Linked DNA regions of Pan troglodytes: region 1 is linked to region 2. The links are chromatin contacts, called in public Hi-C maps. All regions are on one chromosome and are shown on one strand. The core of a region is the stretch at or near the end of the contact, and the rest is flanking DNA. Distances in the headings are between cores, read along the strand shown. Region 1 overlaps KCND2 (potassium voltage-gated channel subfamily D member 2). Region 2 holds the start of KCND2 (potassium voltage-gated channel subfamily D member 2).

Evidence for each region. A called contact is a pair of places that touch in the nucleus more often than the background predicts.
Region 1: a contact with region 2 is called in a Hi-C map of induced pluripotent stem cells, with 2.9 times the contacts expected there. The contact joins the enhancer-like site here to the promoter of KCND2 in region 2. A contact is called at or near these places in 2 of 7 Hi-C or Micro-C datasets (both in induced pluripotent stem cells) and 1 of 1 datasets of contacts at active chromatin or transcription factors (stem cell-derived excitatory neurons).

Annotation. Positions count from the first base shown.
Region 1 is chr6:135,962,614-135,965,487 of NHGRI_mPanTro3-v2.0_pri, reverse strand. The region is part of intron 1 of KCND2 (potassium voltage-gated channel subfamily D member 2); the gene reads right to left. Among named protein-coding and RNA genes, the nearest start is that of KCND2, 280 kb to the right of the region's middle. Within about 2 kb of position 1,602, at least 3 of the 24 cell types and tissues checked have an H3K27ac peak or open chromatin away from gene starts, as enhancers often do. A contact at or near this core is called in induced pluripotent stem cells, where this site is marked.
Region 2 is chr6:135,685,313-135,688,159 of NHGRI_mPanTro3-v2.0_pri, reverse strand. KCND2 (potassium voltage-gated channel subfamily D member 2) reads right to left here and starts at 1,403. Exons shown (of 6, transcript XM_001141749.4): 1 at 1-1,403.

The DNA of each region.
Region 1 (2,874 bases), core at 353-2,852, 280 kb before region 2:
CTCACTATTAGTTACTCTTTCACATCCAGTAAATAAACACAATGGTTATTCTCTTAATCCAATAGAAAGTAACTTTTGTAAATTCTTGTGGTACAATATGATTGAAATTTTAATATATTTGGGTCTCACTATGATGGGATTATAAGGAAAACTTCATACTAGGATTTGCATATTCTTATAAGATACTTTTGTTTCTCTTGGGGGAAGACATTTATTGCAATCTATTTTCTCAGATATATTCATTTGATTTCCCATTAGGTTTCCTGTATTCTTTGTCAAACTGGGATGCCTTGATGCCTGAGGGTAGAAGAGAAATGCATTGCAACAACAAGCACTAGCATTCTGTCTCCTGGTTTTTCTGATGACCTCCAGAAAGTGCTATAACTCCAGAGGCTACTAGAGGCAAAGGCTTTTGTCTCATTCATCTTCATTTCTTGAGTTCCTGAGCACAGCAAGTGGCTGGCACAAAATGAACATCCCATGAATATTAGATGGATGAATGACTAGATACACAGGTTACAGGCTGTGGCTATCATACATTGCTATACTTTTAAAAATAGGCACAGTTTGATAGCAGGAAAGTTAAGAATGCTATAAATCCGAACCTCTCATGGTTTACCTATTAAGGAATCATTTGACTTTTACAACAGTATTTTGTGACAATTTTTTTTAAGTATGAAAGCTAAGTTGGAATAAAACAAATGCAATAGTATATCTTTCTCTGCACTGAGAAAATGTGATGATTTCCATTTCATGAAAAACCCTGACTCCGAGGTACAATGTCGCTACCAGGTGGAAATGCAATCTCAAATTTTCTCCACTCACTTTGAATGATTCAAAATTATATCTCCAATACCTAGGATACTGTCTGGCACAAGGAAGGTACACAATAACTATTTACCAATGACTGAACAAATATGAACAAACAAAGAAAACTTGTGAATTATATATCCATATGTTGAGCTGCTCACTATGAGGGGTTCTTAGGAAACTACTTTTAATAGAAAGAAATGGCTTATAATTGTATAGCACTTTATTTAAGTAGAGAATTTTTATATGCTTAAAATGGTGGGAATCATTTTTTTCTTAAATTGTTCAAATATTTTCAAGTAACTATTCTATTCCCTTTATTCCCCAGAGAATCTCTCTTGAAAATGGTATAAAAAGAAAGAGCTCTGCACGTTTATTTAAAATTCTAAATGAATAGAAAAAGAAAGCCATGAGGCTATATTGAACTTTAATGCCAATTGGTTGGTTCTCTACAATAAATAGTTGCAAATTCTCTTTATTCTTTACTTCTCTTTCATTGTGGACTTTCAACATAACACAATCTTCTCTTTGGAGAATGTACACTGCTGATCCTAACACCCCAATTTGATCATTTAAAATGAGGTATTTCCATTTGAGAAGTGCTATTTCCGGCTTGCTTTTCCAACTCCATTCATGTGCTTATTTGGGAAAGTCCATATGAAAGTGACATATTACTTTGCCTCTTCCCTCAGAATTTGTTCTCTCTCAAACTGATAGGATCCACAAACATAAAGGCAAACTGTTCTTGCTCTAGAGGCAGGGAGCTATGAAGGCATGTTTTATCCTGAAATGACTCCCTGGAGACCTAGAAGAGCATGTGTGAATACAAACAGCCTGAGCCTTCTGTGGTTGACTACAAAGTGCTGGCTTGTAAAACCATTTCCTGTTTCTTCACATAAAATGGAATCAAATAACGTCAAGCACTATTTAGAAAAATTTGCAGGTATATCAGCCTGCAATGATATTTGGCCAACTGAACATGATTAATTCTGCATCTTTCCTTTGACCACTTCTTGTGGGTCTCTTTATTTAAAGCAAAATATGAAATGGGGTGATGGGCAATTCTAACCATTTTATTCTGATCACTGGGCTAAGAGATAACAATCTCTGGTCAATTTCTGACTTACCGCTGAATGTTGTGCTACCTCATTTTTTCCCCCATTGGTAAAATAGAAATAATAATTCTATTCACTGCATGCCTCACTAAGCTATCTTGAAAATACACTGTCCTTCTAGGGATATTCAAACCTTAAAAAAGAAGAGAAAATTAACTCCAGTTTTAAAACCAAAAAAAAAGGCACTAGAGCAAGCAGAACCTGTAATTATTGGTTATGGCGTGGAGTGGGGGTGGCAGGGTGGTGAGATGATGAGTGCTGAACGAACCTAAAATCCCTCTATAGAGGCAGCTTCTAACTCCAGCTACATGTGAGATTGGCTCTGCACTTGGAAGAGATTGCTAAATTATCCATGCTTTGATCTATTCTTCCCAACTCTCCTTTATCTTTATGCTCTTATGACTATTTCTATTTCATTTTGTTAATACTATTAAAAAATCTGACAGTACAACAAATGATGTGGCACCTACAATAGCTGAGGTTAAGAAAAGAATTTTCTCTGAAATAAAGCATTACACAAAAAAGCATACTAAGATGACATTTTCATTACTTCATGGAGCACTTGTTCAGGCAACTTCCATTAATGCTAATGGGATCTAATCGGTGAGAGAATAAACACCTTATAATACATTACATTTAAAACTCAGCATGAACTGAAAAACAGCTATTTTACTCAGTTAGCAGGATGGATGCTTTTAGAGTAAAGGGAAAACCTGCTGTTGAGTTCACAATTCCTCAAGGTATAAAGGAAAGAAATTATTTTAAATGTTACTTGTATCTGTAACCCACTACTGTGCTCTAGCTATAATTTGCAGCAACATGTCAGTTAAGTAATAACAGATGAAACTACAACAGTGTTAATCAACACACAAACACTGAGTGTGCAAAGACTGAAGTCTGGGCAGGAATGTGTTATTAGGCTTAGAGAAAATGACTCTCTTCACCTTTC
Region 2 (2,847 bases), core at 154-2,653:
AGCAGCCAAAAGTCACCCACTTCCTCCAGTCAAGCAAAGTACTAGTGAGAAACGTGGTCCAGAGGTGTAACTCTTATTCCAAGATAGGGCTCCTGGTAAAGTCACAGTTCTCAGAAGGGCAAGTTTCCCTCCAAGACAGGTATTTGGAATAATGGCAACAAAATACAACGTCCTAACAATCACCCTCAACAGAACCCAGCCAAATCTCTTCCTGCAGGTGGGCTAGGCCACCCTCTGGCACAAATAAGCACACAGGTGCAGCCGTTTCTTCAAACAGGTGTTTTTGATTTCTCCCCGGCACAGTCTGGATAATATGGGGTCAGTACGTGGAGTGTAGGATAGAGAAGACGAATGAGAGTCACCCAATAGAATTCTTTCGACGAATTAGGGAACCCTTACACCTACCCTTCTCACTCTTTCAAACCTTCCTTTCCAAGTAGCCCTTCCCGCCAAAGGAGTCTCAAAAAGGCGACCTGTTGTTGTAGCTCAGGAGATGCGGTCACAGCCGCTGCCCCACGTCTCTCTTTGGGGGTCCAGCTGCTGCTGCCTCTACTCCTCGGGCTGTATTTGCAGAGATGGAGGTGATGTGCAGTGGTTACGGTGGGGGGCGTTAATAGAAATCCTCCTCCCCCACGTCTACAAACACCCTCTGTGTCTGCCAAAAGCGTTCGCCCAATCGCCCCTTCACTCTCTTTTCAAGTTCAGCTCAGGTGCAGTGTGACAGTTACAGAGCTCAGGAGCTGGCAGCCGCCGCCGCCGTAGCGGCAGCAGCATCTGCTTCCGCGCAGAACGCGCCGCGCCCGCGGTACATACCTGGCCAAGTGCGCGCCGGGGCTTAGTTGCATAGAGACTTTCTCCTCGCCGTGCACCCGGAAAGGGAAGAGGAGAGAAAGCAGCTCGCGAGCAGCCGAATCCGATGCGCCGAGAGAGCATAAATAAAGCTCAAGCGAGCTCTTCTTCCCCTTCCCCCATCCCTCCGTGCCTCCCTCCTCCTTTTCACCTTCCAAAAGCCAGGCGCAGGCGAGCAGAGCAGCAGCAACAAGTTCAAAAGGTGCGGGGGAGGCGAGAACGGAGGGGACTCGCTCCTGCCAACTTACTGCGGGGCCACTGTCGCGGGAGCCTGGCCAGCGCGGTGCGGGGCTGCGGGGCGGCGGGGCTGCGGGGCGGCCGGGCGGGCGGCGTTGGCGCGGTGGGGCCGGGGCCGGGGCCGGCACGGGCTCTCGTCCGAGCGCGGAGGCAGAAGGCGCTCGGCAGCGCGGGGGCGCGGGAGGGCTGCTAGCTGCTTCCCCGCCAGTGGGTGGTCCTGCATCTCCCCGGGCTCCCCGCGCTGCTCTGCTAGTGCGATCAATAAATAAGGAGAAAATAAATAAATAACCGCGCGCACGCCCCGCCACGCAGGTTAGGAAAGGCGTCTCCTGCCTTTCCCTCGGCTTGACCTTTCTCCGCCCCCGCCCCCTCGGGCTCCTCTCGCTCCACCCCAGCCACCCACCAACCCCGGCGCAAAATGTCACCGAGGGAGAGCATCCAGGTGGATCTGCTGGGGAGGAAAGCGAGCCTCGGATGAACAAAGGGAAGCTTCACGCGCTGGGCTGCGGTGGTTTGGTGGAGGAGAGGAGAAAGGGGACCCGTGCCTTGCTGCTGCCTCCCGAGTCCCGGTTCAAGGCGAGCGTGGGAAAATAGGGGGAAAGAGAGCGAGAGAAGCTGGGAAGGAGGGTGAGCGGAGCGGAATGCGCAGGAATTGGTTGTCTTCTGGGGGCGACTGGAAGGCAAGACCCGCAAAGCCCCGACGCGGAATTTTTAAGTGCATTTCCTCTTTCTCTTTTTATTTATTTTCAAAACCAGATTGTTAACGTTGCAGGGATTGATATGCCATCTGTCCAACTTGCCAAAAAATCAGAGACTCTCCTCGATCGAGGTCTTGACACAACTCCTTTTCCCGTCCTTTACGAATAACAGGGATGTGGAGCCCTTTTCTAAATGTCATCGTCAAGGGGCGTGCGTCTCTGAAAGTTTGCGTCCCCTTCATCCTCTCTGCGCATCACTGCGCATATTTAAAATAGTTAAAAGAGTTAAAGGTGTTCGTATGAGGGGTTACTGAGGTAGAGAGACACAGGAAAATTGTCGCGACCAACCTTTTTGTTTTTCGCGTACCCCGCCCCCGAGTCATTAGGAATCATCCTTAAAACCAAACGTAACACATACAAGCCACTAGATGGCGTGGATGGCGAGAAGTTAAATCTGCACCTAAGGTTTGGATGCTTTAGGAAGGTGAAGGATCAAAATTAACTGGTCCAACAGAGAGTCAGATCACATAAACATCCCCAAACCCCTTCGCTGCCACCCACCTTTTTTGTGTTTATGTGACATATACTACTTAGGCTTGAGTCTGCATTTGGATAGTTGTGGGATGAGATGTGGAGAGTTTCCTTTTGAAATTCCTTTGAAAATTAAATCTAGATTACTGAATCATCATCATCATAGTAATTAAGATCTTTGGCAATAATGAGGCTTCATCTGTATTGATGAAGAATAGTAGCCTAATTTCTACCTAAAAATTACTTTTCATGGCTTGGTTTGACTGCCCTTGGTTTGTAAAATAAGTGGACTGTGTGTTGTACTTTACGGAAATTGACTTTTAAGCCCTAGAGATTATAGGCATGATGTGTCAACCTTGAAAATTTGAAATGGGATACGTCAAAGAAAATATATAAACTAAAAAATGAGTATAGAAAATAACCAGAGAATTTAAAATATCCTTATCATGTACAGGATTTTCTGTAGAGATAAAAGGGTATTTTTTGTTTGTTTATTTGTTTACAGAATAGAGATTTAAGGAATCCTGTGTCA